Regions from separate parts of the Mus musculus genome. Here regions 1, 2, 3, 4, 6 and 7 are each linked to region 5. Evidence: chromatin contacts called from public promoter capture Hi-C data. All regions are on one chromosome and are shown on one strand. The core of a region is the stretch at or near the end of the contact, and the rest is flanking DNA. Distances in the headings are between cores, read along the strand shown. Region 1 holds the start of Supt3 (SPT3, SAGA and STAGA complex component). Region 2 holds the start of Tomm6os (translocase of outer mitochondrial membrane 6, opposite strand). Region 3 holds the start of Mrps10 (mitochondrial ribosomal protein S10). Region 4 holds the start of Taf8 (TATA-box binding protein associated factor 8). Region 5 holds the start of Polr1c (polymerase (RNA) I polypeptide C). Region 6 holds the start of Ccnd3 (cyclin D3). Region 7 overlaps AI661453 (expressed sequence AI661453).

Evidence for each region. Promoter capture Hi-C pulls out the DNA fragments that hold promoters and counts their contacts.
Region 1: a contact with region 5 is called in a promoter capture Hi-C map of pre-B cells, with 2.4 times the contacts expected there. The contact joins the promoter of Supt3 here to the promoter of Polr1c in region 5. A contact is called at or near these places in 1 of 39 promoter capture datasets (pre-B cells) and 1 of 115 datasets of contacts at active chromatin or transcription factors (pancreatic cancer cells).
Region 2: a promoter capture Hi-C map of liver shows a contact between it and region 5, with 4 times the contacts expected there. The contact joins the promoter of Tomm6os here to the promoter of Polr1c in region 5. A contact is called at or near these places in 4 of 39 promoter capture datasets (hippocampal neurons, liver and pre-B cells).
Region 3: a promoter capture Hi-C map of liver shows a contact between it and region 5, with 5 times the contacts expected there. The contact joins the promoter of Mrps10 here to the promoter of Polr1c in region 5. A contact is called at or near these places in 1 of 39 promoter capture datasets (liver) and 2 of 9 other capture datasets (adipose tissue and liver).
Region 4: a contact with region 5 is called in a promoter capture Hi-C map of liver, with 3 times the contacts expected there. The contact joins the promoter of Taf8 here to the promoter of Polr1c in region 5. A contact is called at or near these places in 4 of 39 promoter capture datasets (cranial neural crest, hippocampal neurons, liver and 1 more) and 3 of 115 datasets of contacts at active chromatin or transcription factors (astrocytes, microglia and pancreatic cancer cells).
Region 6: a promoter capture Hi-C map of hematopoietic stem and progenitor cells shows a contact between it and region 5, with 4 times the contacts expected there. The contact joins the promoter of Ccnd3 here to the promoter of Polr1c in region 5. A contact is called at or near these places in 2 of 39 promoter capture datasets (hematopoietic stem and progenitor cells and liver), 1 of 484 Hi-C or Micro-C datasets (B cells) and 2 of 9 other capture datasets (adipose tissue and liver).
Region 7: a contact with region 5 is called in a promoter capture Hi-C map of liver, with 3 times the contacts expected there. The contact joins the enhancer-like site here to the promoter of Polr1c in region 5. A contact is called at or near these places in 4 of 39 promoter capture datasets (hematopoietic stem and progenitor cells, hippocampal neurons and liver) and 1 of 115 datasets of contacts at active chromatin or transcription factors (pancreatic cancer cells).

Annotation. Positions count from the first base shown.
Region 1 is chr17:44,775,577-44,778,523 of GRCm38.p6, forward strand. Supt3 (SPT3, SAGA and STAGA complex component) reads left to right here and starts at 1,590. Exons shown (of 12, transcript NM_178652.3): 1 at 1,590-1,852. It also overlaps a transcript of Runx2 not described here.
Region 2 is chr17:47,686,205-47,689,192 of GRCm38.p6, forward strand. It overlaps Tomm6os (translocase of outer mitochondrial membrane 6, opposite strand), which reads left to right and starts at 1,406. Exons shown (of 3, transcript NR_045945.1): 1 at 1,406-1,913; 2 at 2,364-2,445; 3 at 2,526-2,988. Gm20517 (predicted gene 20517) reads left to right here. Exons shown (of 9, transcript NR_157366.1): 9 at 1-535. Usp49 (ubiquitin specific peptidase 49) reads left to right here. Exons shown (of 7, transcript NM_198421.2): 7 at 1-535. Tomm6 (translocase of outer mitochondrial membrane 6) reads right to left here and starts at 2,182. Exons shown (of 3, transcript NM_025365.3): 1 at 1,695-2,182; 2 at 984-1,084; 3 at 441-804. The coding sequence starts at 1,822. The coding sequence ends at 988. It also overlaps Prickle4 and a transcript of Frs3 not described here.
Region 3 is chr17:47,367,606-47,370,642 of GRCm38.p6, forward strand. It overlaps Mrps10 (mitochondrial ribosomal protein S10), which reads left to right and starts at 1,282. Exons shown (of 7, transcript NM_001146212.1): 1 at 1,282-1,349. The coding sequence starts at 1,302.
Region 4 is chr17:47,500,877-47,503,617 of GRCm38.p6, forward strand. It overlaps Taf8 (TATA-box binding protein associated factor 8), which reads right to left and starts at 1,415. Exons shown (of 9, transcript NM_022015.4): 1 at 1,355-1,415; 2 at 408-564. The coding sequence starts at 1,393.
Region 5 is chr17:46,246,554-46,249,362 of GRCm38.p6, forward strand. It overlaps Polr1c (polymerase (RNA) I polypeptide C), which reads right to left and starts at 1,492. Exons shown (of 9, transcript NM_009085.2): 1 at 1,342-1,492; 2 at 1,176-1,247. The coding sequence starts at 1,410. It overlaps Yipf3 (Yip1 domain family, member 3), which reads left to right and starts at 1,527. Exons shown (of 9, transcript NM_145353.2): 1 at 1,527-1,775; 2 at 2,288-2,485; 3 at 2,626-2,732. The coding sequence starts at 1,695.
Region 6 is chr17:47,592,123-47,594,855 of GRCm38.p6, forward strand. It overlaps Ccnd3 (cyclin D3), which reads left to right and starts at 1,345. Exons shown (of 5, transcript NM_007632.2): 1 at 1,345-1,730; 2 at 2,612-2,733. The coding sequence starts at 1,533.
Region 7 is chr17:47,444,863-47,447,753 of GRCm38.p6, forward strand. AI661453 (expressed sequence AI661453) reads left to right here. Exons shown (of 5, transcript NM_145489.2): 2 at 1,703-1,809. Among named protein-coding and RNA genes, the nearest start is that of AI661453, 9.7 kb to the left of the region's middle. Within about 2 kb of position 1,394, at least 22 of the 459 cell types and tissues checked have an H3K27ac peak or open chromatin away from gene starts, as enhancers often do. A contact at or near this core is called in liver and pancreatic cancer cells, where this site is marked.

The sequences.
Region 1 (2,947 bases), core at 340-2,839, 1.5 Mb before region 5:
TTATTTATTTTTATTATAAGACAGCTCAGTCTTAAAAATCAAGGCTGACCTTGACTTCTCCAATGCTGGGATTACACGCCCAGCCCAATCTCCTATTTCTTGGCAATGTACTAAAAAAGTCTTTTCACCTTTTGTATATAATCTAGTCTTAATTTTTAAGGAAATAATGACAATTTTTGGCTACTTTCCCATATAGCTCGCACTCAGCTTTGGGCAGAGTGAGCCTGGATCTTACACTTCATGTTGACCCTCCACATCCTAAATCTACTCTTGGAAGTGTATTTGGCAAATATTGAAGTGTCTGGCAGTTACAGAGGACTAAGCACAAGACAATTGCAATCCAGAGAGGAGATGATCAGATGAATGGCTGTTTTAAAGACACTCAGCAAATAGGATTATTTCAGAACTCATACATTCATAGGCAAGACATTAATGAAGTAAGTAGTGCTTGAAAAGACCTGGTAAAGGTGAATGTGATGGTTTGTATATGCTCGGCGCAGGGAATGGCACTATTAGAAGGTATGGCCCTGTTGGAGTAGGTGTGTCATTGTAGGTGTGGGCTTTAAGACCCTCATCCTTGCTGCATGGAAGCCAGTTTTCTACTACCATCCTTCAGATGAAGATGTATAACTCTCAGCTCCTCCTGCACCATTCCTGCCTGGATGCTGCCATGCTCCTGTCTTGATAATGGACTGAACCTCCGAACCTGTAAGCTAGCCACAATTAAATGTTCTTTTAAGAGTTGCTTTGGTCATGGTATCTATTCACAGCAGTAAAACCCTAGCGAAAAAAGTGACTAATATAAATAATAATAGTAAAAATAATATAATAAAAATAATATTTGAAATGGTAGGATAGTGGATATTTTCTTTTCTAAACAGCCGAGTGAAAACATCACACACAATTGTCTCCAGTTCATTAAGGTACTACACCTGCAACCATCAAACACGGGAAGACAGGTCATACATACAATTCAATATAAGTGGTGCAAGGAAAAATCACCACTGCTTGTTTATAAAGCTTCCCCAATAGTGAAAGTTATTAACTAAAGCATGCTTTTTAAAGTAATGGAACTTTGTAGAAAGGAACGGGGGTGGGGTGGGGTAACTTTGCAGATGAGTTTTCACAGGCTTTCGATTTTGCGCAAGGGCCGGTAGGGGTGGGTAGGTGGGTGTTCCCAGGTCCTAGAACGGACTGAGTCCTCACACAGTGCTTCTCTGAGGAGAGAGTCTTTCCTAACTCTGCGCCCCTTTGTCATTGGAAACAATTCTGGTCACCTGACCAACCCCTGAAGAGAAGCTTGCATAGACCTTCTCCCAGTGCAGATCACCGACTCTCAATAATCCTAGCTCCTCGGGCTCACTCCTACGGTCTGCAGAGTCACCACAGGCCAAATCCAGCTCCTCTGCCAGATCGCTCACTCGACTCATCACAACTCCCGCTCTGAGGCTCCGCCGCGTGGCTGCGGGCCGCTCCGTACGCCGAGGCGGGAGCGCGAAGCCCCGCCCCCGGAGTGTGGCGGAAGTAGAAGAAGCAGGCCCGCGACCGCGCGCGCTGGCCAGCCGGGTGCGCATGCGCTCTCGCCGCACGGCTTGGCCCGTCCCTCTAGTCACCCCAGGCTCCGCTACCCCCGCCCCGCCCCTCATAGTGGCGCTCTCGCCATCTTACCCCCACCCCCTCCAGCCTAGCTCAGTCACCTTTTCCCTTTCTACAATCTCTGGTTCCCCCCACTCCCCGCCCCCCTGCCCGTCGTGTCCCGGGGCCGCCGCCGCCGCAGACACCGCGCCATCTCTGTCCCCTCTCATTCTCCACGCGGGACGCGCAGCCGTGCCTCCACGTGTCTTAAGCAGAGGTTGTGGGGGCGCGTGGGGGCGGCGGGGAGTGGGGCGAGGTCATGGGAACTTGAGGGACGTCGTGGCAGCCAAATGCCTGGCCCGGGGCTGCGGGCCCAGCCGGATGCAGGCCGCCGAGCGTGGGGTGCCCCGTGGCTCCTCCCCGTTGTCGGTGGGCGTGAGGCAGGGGAGCCCTCGGGGCCGGGCGGAGAGGCACCGTTTAGGCTTGTCACCCAAATGGGTGGGAAGTCCTCCAAGAAGGCAAGCTAGGAAGCTAGGAAGTGGTAGTGGAAGGAAGTGCAGTGTGCATGCAGGCTGAGGGACAGAGGACACAGAGATGTTGCTGTCAGAGCTCGCCTCTGGGACCCCTGGGGAAATAAATCATTTAGCCGGTGGTGTCGGGGGGTATAGATGGGGATCATCGCAGCCTAGCTCAAAACTCAGGTTTATGGGAGAAGATCTGTGTGCTAAAAGCTTGTATCACGCCAGCTGTGATTAATTACGTTTGAGCTCCAAGGAAATTGTCTGTCATCTTGCCTTCTATATTGGAAGTCAGGCTAGTTGATGTGACAAGTGATAAGAGTTATAGGGATAGTGGAATATATTTGACGGTCAGACAGGATCCCAGTAGCAGTGTTGTTACTGAACACCCGGATTAAAATTAGCTTTATGTCCTTGGAATTAGTAGACTCAGGAAGAAACCAGTACATATTTATCTGGGATAAAACCTGAGTTCTCAGTATTTTTGAGTTAGTTCACTGTTAAAAGATTTACTTAAAGAAAGAAACAACTGGTAGAATTTCTGCGTGTTCCAGCGAGGCGGAATATGACTACTAAGATAATGTTTTGCACAACCAGACCTTACTTTAACCATACTATTGCAAGCTTCCCACCCTTTTCCGGCTGCACTGCCCAAGGGGACTTTATGCCAAGCTGGAAATGCTATACTCTATGGGCTACCAATATGGTAACCACCGGGTGCAGGTGGCTCTGATGAGCTTGATTTTTTAATTGGTTAGCAAATTAATTACAATGTAAGTAAGTAGACACACAGGCATGGTGCTTATTGCATGGGATCCCACAGGTCTGAAAAAGTTGAGAGATTGAGAGCCAGT
Region 2 (2,988 bases), core at 156-2,655, 1.4 Mb after region 5:
TGACTACATGAAACTATGGAGACCCCGTCTCTACCGCCACCTGGTTCCCTGGTACAGGAGTCTTTCTGTGCTGGTTTCTGCGTGCCTGGAAGAACACCAGACAGCAGCACCAGTGTGAATTTCAGGGTAGGGAGCACCTTTGTTTGTGAAGGAAGCTGCTTCCTTGTGCTCCCTGACACGTTTGTCTCCACCCACACATCACTGTCCACTCCTGCCACCAGGTCTCACTCTATCCCAACAATGCCTCCCTGGTCCCTGGAGAACCCACCTGGCAAACTAAAACGACAACCACCACCTTCTTCCTACAGGAAGACTCAGCAGTAGGAACTGCTCAAGAATCAGCTTTGCGGCACGTGTGCATCCCTGGGAAGTGGGTGGTCCCATTCCCATTTCATCTCCACTGCAGATCATGTTTGGGGCTCATGCCTGTCTCTTGAGTGTGAAATACAAGTCATGTTTATTTGATTTTTGTAAGCGGACTTTTTACACCTTGTTTTTGTAATAAGTTTCTTATTAAAAGAATAAAATACCTGTCTTTTATGTGCAGGCTTTATTTGAAATCTTTTTCAAGAACCATTACTACTCTTCAGGACAAGGGCAAGGACCATCTTCTGCAGAAAGTTGGGAACTGCACACAGAACCGTGCAGAGGCAACATCTCAGCCGACACTGGGGGATGGGGGGGCAGTGGGGGGGGGTTCAGGCAAGGAGAGGGAGTCAACTTCAGCTGCCACTCAGGTAGGATCTTGTGGTCACAGACAGTAGGCTGTCTTTGGAAAGTCTGAATACACAGGAGTTCCATTCTCTGTAAGCAGATAACAGCATCAGAAACGGGGAAACACAGGAGAACTGCTCTCACCTAGAAACACAAGGGCAAGGCTTTACCCCAAGAATCTTCCCTACTTCTGTGACTAGCTGACAGAACATACTGCTGTCTTCATCTTTTAGGATTCCTGAAATAGGCAGGGGAAAGTGAAGTCTTACCTGGCTACACCCCTGGCTGAGGGGCCATCAAATCAATGTCACTCAAGTTCCTGGCCAGCCAGACTCCCGCAGCAAAGAGTCCCAAATTGAGGATCAAGTTCCTGGGTCAAGAATACATTTCATTAACCCTACAGTCCGAGAGTCTCATGCAGCTAATGACATACTATGGCAAGTTTCCTCTCAGCACCACCTTCTGGAGGTGCTGACTGACACCTGATACAGGGGTATGTCCTCCTAATATGCACATGAGAATTTTACGTTCGCATCTACTAACACAAGCCAAGGCCAACTTAGTACTCTGCGGGGGCTAAAATTTGCTTATGCGTTGGCACCCCTTCCCTGCCTTCTAGGTTAGGGCGATTTCTTTAAAAATATGACGTTCTTTAATTTGTGTATGTGCGTGCGCGTGCACGCGACACAGCGCACGTGTGGAGGTCAGTACAACCCGCAGGGGTTGGTCTCTTCTTGTACCCTGCGGGTCTCATGGATCGGCGGGTCCCATGGATCCCAAATCCTCAGGCTTGGCGTCTGAACTATCGCTGTAGCCCGGAGCGTCATTCCTTGAAAGCCACGTGACAGGGTGTCTTTTGCCACCACGAGACCACAAGGTTCTCAAAGCGATAAAACCTCTGGGGATGCATGCCAGACTCACCAGGTAAGGAAATACAAGTTTAAGTTTATGAGGACCAGAGACGGCCCGGGCTTGGTTACCTCCGGAAGTCGTTTCGATCGGTGGCGAAGCGGAAGACACCGCGGAGCCAGTCTCCCACGTTGTCTGGAACCTCTGAGGCCTCGCTGGCCGACCCGGCGGCGCTCACCGTCACTCCGCTGGAAGCCATACCAGCACTAAGCACGTACCAACCGAGCGTCGCACCGGGTCGTCGCAAGCCGATTGCGCAACTTCCGATCTCCGCACTTCCGCCGATCAGCGTAAGAAATGAGCGAGAAGGCCCGCCCCCACCTCCTCCAGGAGTTCGTAGAGCCAGGACGCCTGATCGGAGGCGGAGCCCCGCGGCCCCGCCTCCCAGGGACGGGGGTCGGTTCCCAGTGCTGCTCTACAACCCAGTTAGTTTAAGCAAGGTGATGACGGTGAGGCTAGCCCAGCCTCTGCGGATAGGGGTTAGCTCACCCTGTAGGCGCTGGGCAGTGGGATGCTCCCAAGAAAGTGTCTTTCAGGTCAGAGAGCGTGCAGTACCAATGGGATTATCCCGCGTGCCTGGCTGCCTTCTGTGTCCGGTCTTTACACAGCACAGCCTTGTTATCTCGCTACATAAGTCCCCCCACCCCACCCCACCCCAATCCCACCACCCTGATCTCCAGGCCGCGCCACTAACAAATGGTGCAGTGCTTCCTGGAGATGTCTCTGTCATCTGCTTGCAGGTTTTCGGGGGTCTTCCAGGGCTCTGGAAGGCGCTGGCCAAAGAAAAAGCCTTCGGGTTCCGACTCAGAGGAAGAGGAGCAGGTGGGGCAGGGGCTGTCCTCTATGGGACTCCCGGGTGTCTGTGGGCCGTCTCTATCCTGCCGTTTGGATGCCCCATTCAGGGTTTCCAGGGTGAGAGTGGGAACTGCAGAGAGAAGCGCAGCTCGGGAGGTGATCTTGTCATCCGAGGAGGCACGGTTCCAGCCGACGCTTGGATCGGGTCCTTCTTCCTCTGTTCCAAACCCATCAGAAATGCCCATCTCAGAGCCCCCAAGTCCTTGTGCAAGAGGCGGGCCAGGGTTGCGTGCAGCCTCCCGCCCCGCCCCAGGCTGTGCCGTGCGCGCCACCGCTGCCGCCAGTCTACCCCAGGGGCCCCCCCGCCTCCGTCCACCAGTGGGCGACCGCCTCCCCCGCCTGGGAGCGAGTCCGGCGCCGCAGCCCCGCCGGGTGGGTTCAAGAGGCCTTTGGAGCTCGCAGGCCAGGGACGCGCGGTGAGAGCTGCGGGCCCCAATGCTCGCGTCTGGGGGTTGCGGTGGGAGGACTGGGTGTTGCTGGAGCGGGTAGGACAGCGTAGGCATGGGGCGA
Region 3 (3,037 bases), core at 32-2,531, 1.1 Mb after region 5:
TGTGCCATCTGGACATTCTACCCTTTGCTTAGTTCTCTGGCCTGCCAAATAAGAATTAATGCCTGCTTGTGGGAGACCCAGCTTTACATTGGCATGATGGTTTATGGAGATATAGTATTGGCTAGTTTTGTGTGTCAACTTGACCCAAGCTGGAGTCACTGGAGAGGAAGGAGCCTCAGTTGAAGACATATCTCCATACGATCCAACTGTAAGGCATTTTCACAACTGCTGATCTGTGGGGGAGGGCCCAGCCTACTGTGGGTGCTGCCATTCCTGGGTTGGTAGTTCTGGGTTCTATTAGAAGGCAGATTGAGCAAGCCATGGGAAGCAAGCCAGTAAGCAGGACCCCTCCATGGCCTCTGCATCAGCTCCTGCCTCCAGATTCCAGCTCTGCTTGAGTTCCTGTCCTGACTTCCTCCAGTGATGGACTGTGATCTGGAAGTGCAAGCCAAATAAACCCTTTCCTCCCCAGCTTGCTTTTTGATCATGTTGTTTTGTAGCAGCAATAGAAACCCTTACTAAGACATATACTTTGTTTCATTCGCATTAAGTTGACCCTTATTCATTTTCCCAACAACCTCTTAAGGCCCAGGATGTAGAAGAGATGTCACAAATTCAGGATGACATTTATCATGTAGCATTTTAATCTCATTTAATCCTCTACTGCAAGTATGATTTGTTCTCATCTCTACTTGGCAAGTGAAAGAAAAAAAAAAAAAAAAAGGGGGTTCAAAGTACGGAAGAAATTTGATCAAGTCACCCACCTAAATAGAAACCAGAGCGCCTAAGTGTGGAGCTTCCATTATGCTAAATTGCATGGGAAGGCATTTTGAAAAACACAATTTAGAAAAATCCATTAACAAGCCTGGCATTCCGATGGTGTGAACAAAGTTTAAGAATGAAACGCCTTTTGCAATAAGGTAAAATGTTAGAATTTGGACTCAGTAGCAGCAGCAACTTCCTTCCCAAGTATTTCTGTTGTGTTTGTCTCTAAGCAAACAGAACCACCCAAGACAAATAGGATCTTAGGATAGACAGCGTATAGATAGAACCTGGGAGTTTATCCAGACGGCGGAAGCGACGCATCCACTCAAAACCTTAAATGAATGAGTGAATAATAAATAAGTAAATAAATAAGAAAATAGAAAATTTAAAATATAATTTTAAAAAAATTCAAGGAGCACCGTCTCTATGGTTGTTTCAGTGTCGGAACACAGGAGACACTCTTTCCTTTTCGAACTCTATGGTTCGCGAACAATGCTGTGACCCCGGAAGCGGTCCTGGGCGATCAGGGCACCAAGATGGCGGCGCGCGCAGCGTGTGTGGCTCTGTGCCGGCGCCTGCAGCAGGTAAAGGGGTGGGCGTGGGGTCCCGGCTGCCGACGGCGCCGTCATCGTCGAGTCTCGCTGCCACCCTCTGCCCGACCCGTACGGAGTCATCCTCCGTTGGAGGAAGTTATTAGAAAGTGACAAGAAAAGGGCAGGTTTTTCTCTCGAGGGACCCTACATAAATTGGCAAGACGGGAGCGAGAACCGTAAGACGTCAGAGCAGGAAGGATGAGGAAAACGCGTTCAGAGCCCTCCCTCCACGGTAGAGAGGGCCATGGAAACCGTGAGCTCAGAGAAGACAACGCTGGTCTCGGATTCTTAGGAACCGAGCCAGCAAACGCTGGGTCACATAAAGCCCCGGTGCAGCCCCACTGGGACGCCCTGCTCGCCTCCACGGCTGAGGAGGTGACCCGAGAGCTCCCAGGTCAGGGGAATGGGTCAGATCTCCCTCGAGAGGGTCTTTGAAAAAGGAAAACTTGCCTGGAGTTCGCATGGCATGAATCACAGCACTGGGGAAAGGAGGCAGGCGGACGAACTTCTGGGTTCGAAGACAGCCAGGTTATGTATTGAGATCCTATCACAAAAATAATTTAAATTAAAAACAAAAAAACCAGGCTGTTCTCAAGAACTTTGGTCTTGAAACTTTTGTGACTCTTCTCAATGGTCATTTAGTAGTTTTGAAAATAATGCTCAGAACTGGGTCAGATGGCTGACCCTGAAATAGCATTACTTGTAAAACCTGGCTTGCATATTGAGGCCCTGTCCCAAAATAAACGAATTCTTTAAAAAAGGAAGAGCTGACACTGTGGCTCGGTTGCTCAAGGGCCTAATGCCTAAAGCTGGCCCTGTCGGCCCCACAGCAGCATGTAACCCAGAGGTGGTGGCCCACACCTGTAATACCAGCCCTTGAGAGGCCAAAGCAAGAGGCGCACGCCTTTAATCCCAGCACTCGGGAGGCAGAGGCAGGCGGATTTCTGAGTTCAAGGCCAGCCTGGTCTACAAAGTGAGTTCCAGGACAGCCGGGGCTACACAGAGAAACCCTGTCTCGAAAAAAAAAAGGATCAAAGATTCCAAAAAGTTTGTTTTTCATACTAGAGATTGAACCCAGGGCCTTGCTTACACCAGACAAGGGTTCTGCCACTGAAGCCCATTTGTAGCCTTCTGTGGGACTCGAGTGGTCTGCTAGGGTTGCCGAGCCATCACTCCAGCCTCGATATCGTCCCAGGTTAGTTAACACTTTAGAAAGCCTGCTTTCCAAAGCAGAAGCAAATTTGAAGAAGAGTAAGCCTGGGACGCAGCCTTCCAGCAAAGGCAGCTTTTCTCTCGTTAGTTTTCGCATACCATCTTTTACTAGATGGTACAACCCACGCAGCTCTGGAAGACTCCACTGAACACCAAATGGAGAATGAGAGCAGAAAAGTCTTGAGTAATGTCATGGTGAGTTTTGGTTTCAGGCCTCCCGAGAGTATCTTAAGAATTCATGGGCAGCCCTGGCCCACACTTGTATAATCACTTACCTTAGGAAAAATATCAAGCCGGGCGTGGTGGTGGTGTACACCTTTAATCTCAGCACTTGAGAGGCAGAGGCAGGTGGATTTCTGAGCTCGAGGCCAGCCTGGTCTACAAAGTGAGTTCCAGGATAGCCAGGGCTATACAGAGAAACCCTTTCTCGAAAAACAAAACAAAAAAAGAAAAAAAAAATTGAGGGG
Region 4 (2,741 bases), core at 165-2,664, 1.3 Mb after region 5:
AGAAACCCTGTCTTGAAAAACCAAAGCGGGGAAGGGTTATATTAAAAAACAAAAACAAATTCAAAGACAGAAAGGAGACGTTCTTGGGGCTGTGGAGAAGACCGAATCCAGTGTTGTTCAGGGATACAGGGCTTTGGACATGGATAACGCTGAGAGTTGTGTAACACTTAATGCCACTTAATGCCGCTGCAGACGACTGAAATGACAAGGTTGCTATTTGTGTCTCTCCCACATGTATAAGCATCGAAACAGTCTCATTCTACAATGGACATGTGTGTTTCTTCTGCCTGAAGCTGAGTCTCTAACAGTCTTCCAAGAGAAGGGGAGAGAGAATCTGGGATGGAGTTCACGGAGCTGGGGGGGGGTCTGTAAAGGAAACAGCGGGCCTAGTGTTTCTTGGTACTCACAGCTCTGCAGCATCTCTGTCAGTGTCTCCACAGACGCTTTCTCGGCACTCTCAAATCCCGCCTCTGTCAGCAAGGAGCTCACAACCACTTGCAGGGTCCTCCTCCGGGCCAGATGGTAGTTATCAGCAGGGTTAGTGGATTGCTTACTTCCCGGTCTCTGGAAATCAGAAGCCCAGAGTGAGACTTTGAACCACTAGATGTGTGTGTTTTGCGCGCGTGTGTGTGTTCCTGCGAGTGCAGGTGCCGCGCTGGCCCGGATTCCGTGAAGCAGGAGTTACAGGTGATTGTGAGCCACTCCACCAAACTCAGGTCCTCTGAAAGACCAGCAAGTCCGTCTTAACCACTAAACCATCTCTCCAGCCCCATTCACTTCTTTCTGGAGCAAAGTTACAGGAGCGGGTCTGTGGTGGGCACGCCTTTATTCCCAGCACCCGGGAGGCAGAGGCAGGCGCGAGAGGAGGCAGGAAGAGAGAGGGAAAAGCAAAGGAAGAATATATACACGAATGATGGTACTGAGCGAATAAATCTACTATCTTCTTGTCCCATCACACCATTTCAGTAACCAGGAAAATTAAACCAGCTACCACCACAGGATGCAGAGGAGAGCTAGGCATCACCGCAGAGAAAGGCAGAGCAAGTAAATATTTTACGAAGTTCCAACTTCGGCCGGCCAGTAAGAGGATAAAAACAGCCTCTTCAGACCAATCAGAAGGAGTTCCGGGTTCCCACCTCAACAAGGAACAAGCCAATCAAGTCTCAGATGCAGCAATTCAGGAGGCCGCTGCCAAAAGCCAAGCAGCGGGGACCGCCTACGGCCAGAGATACTCTCCAGCCCCGGGTCTCAGAGCGGGCCTGGGCTTCTCGGTTCGAGACCGTGGCCCAAACCGTGGGAGAGATCCAGAAGACCCAAACTCTTTCGGCTTCACGCCGCGCCTCTCCACCCTTACCGTTCCGGAGCCACCAGGCCCGGCCGCCGTGTCAGCCATCTTGCTCTTGCGTAGTGTGCGTGAGCGCGGGGCACGATGGGACTTGTAGTTGCGGGGTGGGAGGTGGAGAAGGGCGGGGCCGCGGGTGCCCCGCCTTATAGAAAAGCTCTACGAACACGTGTGAGTCTGGGGTGGGGGTGGAGGGAGCTCGGGATAGCCCAAGCTCACGTGGCGTTGTGTGACCCAAGCTTTCTTGGACACTTAAGTCAGTAGCTGTAGCAATTGATCTGGAAGACGCACTGTGAGATGCACTGAGTTAAAAGAAACATATTTTGTCCAGGAGCCTGCCGTCTGTAATCCTAGCACTTTGGAGCTGAGACCAGAGGATCTAGAGTTCCAGGCTAGCGTGGGCTATGCAATGAATTAAAGGCCAGTTTAGGACTACATAAGGAGACCCTTTCCCTGAAAAGAAAAGAATAAAAATAAAAACAAAAACAAAGCCATTTGTATGAAGTAAGTTCTCAGAAATACACTAAGAATACAATTTGGGTCTGGAGAGATGGCTCAGCGGTTAAGAGCACTGATTGCTCTTCCAGAGGTCTTTAGTTCAATTCCCAGCAACCACGTGATGGCTCACAACCATCTACAATGAGAACTGGCGCCTTCGCAGGGCCTTGGTGGTGCACGACTTTAATCCCAGCACTTGGGAGGCAGAGGCAGGTGGAGTTCTGAGTTCGAGGCCAGCCTGGTCTACAGAGTGAGTTCCAGGACAGCCAGGGCTACAAAGAGAAAACCCTGTAAAAAAAAAAAAAAAGAAAAAGAAAAAGAAAAAGAAAAAGAGGGGCTGGTGAGATGGCTCAGCGGTTAGGAGCGCCGACTGCTCTTCCAAAGGTCCTGAGTTCAAATCCCAGCAACCACATGGTGGCTCACAACCATCCGTAATGAGATCTGATGCCCTCTTCTGGTGTGTCTGAAGACAGCTACAGTGTATATAATAAATAAATAAATATTTTAAAAAAAGAAAAAGAAATCTGGCGCCCTCTTCTGGTGTGTCTGAAGACAAGACCAATATACCCACATGTATGCAATAAATAAATATTTAAAAACAAAAAAACACTTTGGTTCTGCTTGCTCTTCCAGAGGTTCTGAGTTCTATTCCCAGCAGCCACATGGTGGCTTACAATTATCGGTAATGGGATCCAATGCCCTCTTCTGGTGTGTCTAAAGACAGCTACAGTGTGTGTATTCATATAATTGAAACAAATAAATCTCTTTTAAAAATACACTTTGGGGCAGAGAGGTGGCTCAGTAGTTAAGAACACATACTGGGCTGGAGAGATGGCTCAGTGGTCAATCAGAGCACTGACTCTTCTTCCTGGGGTCCTGAGGTCCTGAGTTCAATTCCCAG
Region 5 (2,809 bases), core at 242-2,741:
CACACTACTTAGACCGTTTGATACTTGCATGTCTGTTGTCGTTATTTTTTAATACCTACTTTTCTCAACTACATTCCCTTGGATTTTGAACACCAATTTCCTTATCTGCTCTTCTTTCTAAATTTCCCCTTCCACCCACACAGTAAACGTTCCTGTCTCCTAGGTTCTAATCCCCTGGCTGACCTCCACCATGCTCCTGGCTCAAGCAAGCACATAGACTTCACAAGCAGGCACCTGAGTGTACCCTCATTCTTGTTCTCCTGCTTGGCAAACGACACAGCCAGCAACAGTTCCCCAGTGCCACTGGAGAAATGGCTCAGCTATTAAGAGCACTTAACTGCCCTTGCAGAAGAACTGGGTTTGGTTCCCAGCACCTGGTGGGACCTAACATTCTCCTCACACTGCAGGGATCACTAACACACAGTGGTGCACAAATACACATGCAGGCAAACACGCATATCAAGAAAGTTTTAGGGTCCTCAAGTTACAAAGTCCTTTCTCTCACACACTGCCTCCCCAGAGCACTGGTGCAAATCGTCTAGTTCTCCCTGCCTTACTCCGTTAGTACTGTCTGGAGTTCATCTATGCCCCCAATTTCAGCCTGCATACACTAGCTGGCAGATTCACCAGAATTCATTCCCTCCTGGCTATCAAGATTGCAAAATGTTATCAGTCTACTCAAAAATTCTAAATTGGGCGTGGTGGCTCATGCCTTTAATCCCAGTGCATGGGAGGCAGAGACAGAAGCAGGTAGATGGCTGAGTTCAAGTCCAGCCTGGACTATAGAGAGAGTGCCAGGGCTAAACAGAAACAGTTTCAAAGTGAATTTTAAAAAAATCATATATAATGAAGCTCCAATCAGGCCTTCACTACTCAACTTTTATTCATAGTTCAAAGCTTAATTCAAATGCCATTCCCTTCACTGACCTTTAACTACGTCCCTTCAGTTAGCTGGATTCAGTGCATCAATGATTCCTGACCATATCCCAGCCATCTTCACCGCTATCTTACTATTCTGGAATAACTTGTCTGTGTGGTCCATTATCCCACCGAGAGCAACCACCGTGTCTGACCCGTCCATGGAGCTCAAGCGTGTTGTATGGAAACAGCGACCCCCACCCCAACCTGCGAGGTCTGGCCCCTCGGGCCGACTGGGCACCTTCAGCTCTACCCACCTTCTCGAAGCGGTTCTGGTCCCAGGCATCATCATAACCGGCGTAGTTACCGGGAAAGTCCGTGGTGTGGACCTAGAGCCAACAGAAAGGGCAGTGTGGCCAGCCTTCACACCAGGCCTCTACTTCCCCGTGCCGCCCTCATCCTTCCCGCGCCCCGATCTCTTACATTGCGAACCCCAAACTCTCCGAGAACCACGCGAGTCCGCATCTCCTCCACCGCCTGAGCCGCCGCCATCTTCCGCCACTCGCTGTAAAAGGAGGCGAGTCCGCGCCTGCGTCTCCGCAGCAACGCTCGGGCTCCCGCAATCTTGAATGTCGCGAGATCTTGCCCCGCCTCTGTCCACGTCCTTCACTTCCGGACGTCAAGTGGGGCCAAACATCCGGGTTTCTCCCTTCGGCGTCCCGGCGGATCCCCACCTTGCCCGGGCGGTCGCCCCTCTGAACCTCTCCCTCCCTCGGACCCGGGTCGCACGCTCTTCCCACGCGCGCGTGCTCCAGCGACGGGAAGCCTCGAGGGACATGGCGACTCCGGCGGCGCCGGCCAGCGGCGTCCGAAATGGTGCTGGCCCGGAATGGGGAGGCTTCGAAGAAAACATCCAGGTATGGAGCGCGCCTGCTGCCAGCAGCCCCGGGCTGGCGGCGTCCGGACGGTGGCTGCTGTTCTCTCTCGCGGGGCCTAGAGGTCGGCTCCGCTGAAACGCAGCCTGTCCCCTTTGAGTCTTCCCGGGGAAGGGTGTAGCTCTTGTGCTGGCGTGAAAGGGACAAACTAGGGCTCCCGCGGGCCTCGGCTCTCTGTGGGGGCTGGAGGCTAGGATCCACTGGCACCCCCTAAAAATAGGCTTGTTTGAGAATTGGGAATGGCAGATGGGCTCTTTTGCAACTCTTTGGAGCTTTGAGGTGGAAAGTAGGAAAACAACGTGGATTGAAAATAAATAGTAGGGTTTCCAGGACCACAAAAGTGACGCGACCAAGAGTTGCCACCACTGAAAGAGTGGCAGTTCCAAGCCATGTCCTCGGCAGTGGAAGATCAAAGCCTCAAGTTGTCAGCTGAGCGGAGAACGGGGAGGATGCAATGGAAGGGCCCCTCACTCTCCGAGCCGTTGTCTTCACAGGGTGGGGGTTCGGCTGTGATTGATATGGAGAACATGGACGATACCTCAGGCTCCAGCTTCGAGGACATGGGTGAGCTGCACCAGCGCCTGCGGGAGGAAGAAGTAGATGCTGATGCAGCTGCTGCAGAAGAAGAGGATGGGGAGTTTCTTGGCATGAAAGGCTTTAAAGGACAACTGAGCCGGCAGGTAGCAGATCAGGTAAGCCAATGGGGAAAAAAAAAAGGACCTATGCATGTCCTAAATTGATCGAGGTTTTCCACTTAGACCCACACGTAAATCTCGCCGAGACTGAATAACAATCTAGAGCCAAGAGTCTCATCATACCCATTTCCCTTCAGATGTGGCAGGCAGGGAAGAGACAGGCTTCCAGGGCCTTCAGCTTGTATGCCAACATTGACATCCTCAGACCCTACTTTGATGTGGAGCCTGCCCAGGTCCGAAGCAGGTGAGGCGCCTTCTCTGAGACATCTGTCCTCACATCTAGACCCTCATCCAGACTTCACTCAGACTCAGAGCCCTGAG
Region 6 (2,733 bases), core at 95-2,594, 1.3 Mb after region 5:
AATCTGCTTGCCTCTGTCTTCAAAGTGCTGGGATTAAAGGGGTGCTCTGTCATGCCTGTCTTCCTTCCTTCCTTCCTTCCTTCCTTCCTTCCTTCCTTCCTTGTTATTTGAGTCATCTGACATGGGTCTGGCTGGCCTGGAATTCTCCATGGGCTATTATCATTTGGTTTGCTTGGTTTTGTGATAAAATCTTATATAGCCCAGGCTGCTCCTGAACTCATTAGGAAGCAGACAGTGACCTTAATCTTCTGATCGTTTCTGGGTTCTGCAGTGCTGGGGATTGAGCCCTGGGCTCTGAGCATGCTAAGCAAGAGCTCTACCACCTGAGATATATCTGCAGCCCACCCCCTGCCACCGTGTGTGTGTGTGTGTGTGTGTGTGTGTGTGTGTGTGTGTGTGTGGAGAGAGAGAGAGAGAGAGAGAGAGAGACTCTAGGCAGGCCTTGAATTGTCTGTATAGTGGATAGTGGATCCTGGTGTTAAGCCAACACTTCCCTGGGTCTGAGATTACTGGCTTGCTCCACCACAGCCAGCACCAAATGGCTTTTTATATGCTGATTTTGACCAACACTGCTCACACCTCCGTTGGTGCAACGCAGTGTCCCATTCAGCAGACCTGAGAAACTGCATTTCTTCTTTTGCTTTTTATTTTCGTTGTGTATGTGCATGAAGGTGTGTGCGCACATGCTACATACAGCCTTGGTGTAGAAGTCAGAGGACAGCTTATGGGAGTTGCTCTCTTCTCTTCCATCATGTGGGTCCCAGGGATCACACTCAGGTTGCCAGACTTGATGCCAGGATAGTTTACCCTCTGAGCCATTGAATCGGACAGAAACTACATGCTCCCAGATGCTGCTGCAGATCTGCGCAATTCGTTAAAGTAGACGAGATTCTAAGTCAAGTTTCCCGACGGACCAACAATGAGATCTTTGCAGCTACTATTGTGCCTCAGTATCATGGTCTGCAAAATAAAGCCCAACTCGAGGCCATTCCTAGAAGCCACTTTAGGGTAGGAGTGACCCAACTATGTACAAAGTTATGACCACATTCCCTAGAGCAATGAAATATGACGTATACACGAAGGAATAACTTTTGGCGCCTAGTTCTTTCCTGGGTGGCTAGAATCGCGACGGGGCCCATTGATGGGGAAGAGGGCACCCTTCCAGAAAGTTCTCTCTACCCTCTTGGTCAGAAGGGACCCGAGGGCCCGGAAGCGTGCGGGCCGGAGCCCAGCGGACCAATGGGGCTGCGGGGAGGGAGGGAGGGTATAGCGCCCGCCAGCCCTTTCCGACTGCGGCCCCGCCCCTTAGAACGTTGTGACGTAGGAGCATTCCACGGTTGCTACATCGTCGCGAGGGGCGGGGCGCCTGTCAGGGAAGCGGTGCGCGCGGGTGGCGGGCGGGCTGGGGCTTCTCCGCACAGTGCCAGCGCCAGCGCCAGACCCGCCCGCACCCCGCGCTCTCCCTCACGCGCGTCGCTTCTCCTAGGACTCGCTAACCCGCACTCTTGCTCTCACCCGTGAGCCATCGCAGGATGGAGCTGCTGTGTTGCGAGGGCACCCGGCACGCGCCCCGGGCCGGGCCCGACCCGCGGCTGCTTGGGGACCAGCGTGTCCTGCAGAGTTTACTCCGCCTGGAGGAGCGCTACGTGCCGCGAGCCTCCTACTTCCAGTGCGTGCAAAAGGAGATCAAGCCGCACATGCGGAAGATGCTGGCATACTGGATGCTGGAGGTAAGGCCCGAACGGGTCCCCTCTCCTCACCCCACCCCCACCCCCGGCTCTGGGACAAATTGAACTTTCCCTGTCGGATCTTTGCGATCCCGACCACAATCTGCAAGATGCTTTGGCGGCCCAGACTACTGGGGCCTGGCCTTTTCACACAGGCGCCCTAAGCAGCTGCCTGCGTTCTGTCCCTTTCCTTTCCCCAATCCTGATCGGCTTCTTCTGTGATTTCCAGTCACTTGGCACTGTAACTAAACTTCACTTTGGGTCGGGAAAGCGGGCTAAGGGCCACTCTTTCCCCAGTGGCTTTCCTCGGTGTCTCCTGCTTCCTTCTTCACCCGGTGCTCTCTGGAGGGCGCGTTTGGAAAACCCTGGCCTCGGCCGCCTTAGCCCCAGAACTGGTTCCTGTGTCTATCGCGGGGTTCTGGCGGGGGAAACTGGTGGGTGGGGGTGGCGCAGGCTCGGTTCCGGTCCACAGGGAAATGAAAAGTGCGGGAGACCGCGGCAGGAGTTCCCTCCCTTCCCCCTGGGAGTGTGTGTGCAGTGGGTGGCGGTAATGAGGGTAAGGTCCCAATTCTCTCTAGGTGACCCTTCCGTCCCCCTTCCGCTCGCCGTGGGGGAGGGGAGTCTGGAATCCTTCGTGAGCATGGGCTTCTCTTTTACACCCCCTACTCCGGGGTGGGGAAGAGACCATGCAGAGGAAGTGGGGGGGTCACCTTGGGGAGGGCACATCCTCCTCGGTTATTGATACTTGTCGCTCTAAGTTTATCCCTTCTCGGTTTATTTTTTGCTTCGCATTCCACTCTCCCTCCACCCCCCACCCCCACTTCTCCACGCTGCCGTGTTTCACTTGGTCCTTCCCTAGCAATGACTCGTGCGCCCTCCCTCAGGTGTGTGAGGAGCAGCGCTGCGAGGAGGATGTCTTCCCTCTGGCTATGAACTACCTGGATCGCTACCTGTCCTGCGTCCCCACCCGAAAGGCGCAATTGCAGCTTCTAGGTACCGTCTGCCT
Region 7 (2,891 bases), core at 144-2,643, 1.2 Mb after region 5:
AGCTCCTAGCTAGCATTCCTGTGTCATCAGTCCCTTGACCACCAGTATTTGAGAGGTGAAGCCACCAGGGACCAATGCCAGCAACAGTGTCCAGGCGTCAGGGCTGGGTCGTGGGGCCTGTGAGACAGTGATGACAGAATGCCCACCCTCTCGGGCACACGAAGGGGTCGGGCTCGGAACAGGCTCTGTTCTAGACACCTGTGGGCTTCGGCAGTCAGCGTTCCCTGCTTCATGATACCCATGGTCTGTGTGCACAGTCCACAGACCAGAGCCTGACAAGCCAGACCAGGACATCATGTTCACTCCCAGTGCTCTGAGAACTGTGTTCTGGAACAATGGTGGGCACAGTGGAGCTGTTATCCGGGGACCCGTGGGGGGATGGAGAGTCTCGAGTGCGCCCTGCCACCACCTCCCATCGCTGGGTACCCTTATTACATCAAACACCCCCCCCCCCCGAGTCTTCTGGAGCAAAAGCCACCTGCACAATTCTGAATTCTGTTCAATTTCCTCCTAAAATGTGTACGGTTGTTTTCTAACCAGCACCACCAAGGGTCTGGTTCATTGGGATTTATTTATTTGGGACAGGGTATCACGATGCAGACTTGGCTACCCTGGAACTCTGCCTGCCTTTGCCTCCTGAGTTCTGGGATTAAAGGCGTGCACCACTACCCTGGGCTCTATTTAATTGTGAGATTCTGACCTCTTTCCTCTCTGGCTGGAGAGAAGAAGGTCCCTCATTCCCTCAGGTCTGTTAAATAGGGCAACCGCCTTCTGTACGTATGACCCACAAAGCAGGAGGCCTGTGGATGTGACAGTACGCACGGACGTGGGAGGAAATGGCGAATTCTTATCAGTGGTGTCAAAGGTCGTGAGAGAGACTGGTTGTGAACCTTGCAACTCACTGGTCCGTGGCTTTAGGTACAGCCCAGAGCAGGGTCTGGAGGGTCTATTCTGTGTCATCTTCCCTCCGGGTTAGGGATCACATTTAGTTCAGTCCCTCTGTATACTGGCCACACGTATACCCCATAGCTGATATATAAAGTTGACATTCTCACTTCCGTTGGGCAGATAGGACACCTAAGGTTTGGGGGAGGTTAAACAACGTTTACAACCAGTGGGATTTTTTTTTAATGTATTTTTGCTGCACTAATTCTTTTGCTCTCTCTCTATTCTGCAGTCAAGGGTACACTGAAGCAAGATGGCACGCGCACACACAGACACACACAGACAAGGGCACGGACACACAATGGTGGTGGTGGGTTGGGGTCAGGAAGTGCTTGACCTAGAGAGGGGTGCTGGCCACAGGGGACAGCAGGAGGCTCCTCTGCTCTGCTTGTTCCAGATTAGCAATGCAAACACTTGAGAGAAATGTCAGATAAGCTTCGCCCTCCACCGCCCAGGCCTCTGCCTGGCTCTCAGGGGCAGGTGCTGTGTGAATGTGGAGGGCTGGAAGGGTGTACTGGAGGGTGTCAGGAGAGTGATGGCGGCTGTGGGCCAAAGCCTCGGGCACCCACCCCAGTCTGCTCCACAACGGGACCTCGCCATTTCCACAAGCAATCTCATCGCCACAACCACGGGATCTCACTGTGTTAGAGTGTGAAAGCCCGCAACCCCAAGGCTTGGTTTCCTCTCTGGGATCTGCAGGTGGCCTGGTCCCCTTCTTTGACGCCCAGCTCACTGCACCCCTCTCTGCCTTTCATAGATGGGATCTATTATGGAGACAATCGGTTCAACACTGTGAGCGAATCGGGAACAGCCACGCTGAAAGCCCGGCCACGAGTCCGGCCCCTGTTGACTTTCATTCCTCTGGTGAGTATGCTCACTGCCCAGAGTCTGTTCTAGGTGGGCCACCTCACCTGCCAAAAATGGAGCAGGTCTGCCACATCCGCCTCGCCCACTGTCCACTCCCTTCCTTCCTGATGCCAACCCGGGGAGGCTTCTGGGAAGAGGCAGGGCTGAGACTCATAGCAGGAAGCTCGAGATCAGGAGAGGCACCCAGTGGTGGGGGCCAACTTGAACCCAGCAGGAGTTTTTTTTTTTCTCATTCCTGATGGCCACTGGTTGCCTGCCTGCCAGGCCCTGGATGCAGGGAGGATGTAGTTGGCATTACTTGTGCCCGCTCTAGGAGATGCTGCCCAGTAGAGCATTGGCCAGGCAGAGGCAGCCGGTGTTATTTACAAGGGATGATCAAGAAGGGCTTCCTGGAGGAGGCAGAATCTGAATTTCCTCATAGGATAAATAGTTGTGACACTTGGGAGAAGGGCATTTGAGATAGATTCTTTTGTGTTTATGAAACTACAGGAAACCAAAAGCTCTCATCTTTTGTTCCAAGATAGGATCTTGCTAGCCCTGGCTAGCTTGAATCGCTCAGTGGTTTTCCTGCCTCTGCCTCCCAAGTGCCAGCATTACAATTTCACCGAGCAAAGCAAACATCTATCTATTTATCTATCTATCTATCTATCTATCTATCTATCTATCTATCTATTATTATATAATATATAATATATATAATATATTATATATATGTATTATACATATATGTATATATAATGTTTATGAGTGTTCTGCCTTCATGTATATCTGTACACCATGTATGTACAGTGGTCACCAGAGGCCAGAAGAAGTTATCAGAAGCCCTAGAGGCAGAATTACAGGCACTTGTGAGCAGCCGTGTGAATGCTGGGAATCAAACATGGGTCCCCTCTAGAAGCCATCTCTCCAACCCCAAATAAATAGCTTAAAGGCCACAGTTGGGATTTTGCTCTTTGATAAGTAGAAGAGACTCCAAAGAACCACTCAGGAGTCCTGGCAAGATGGCTCAGTGGGCCAAGGTGCTTGCCATCAAATCTGATGATTTAAGCTTGATTCCCCAGAACCCATGGTGAAAAAAG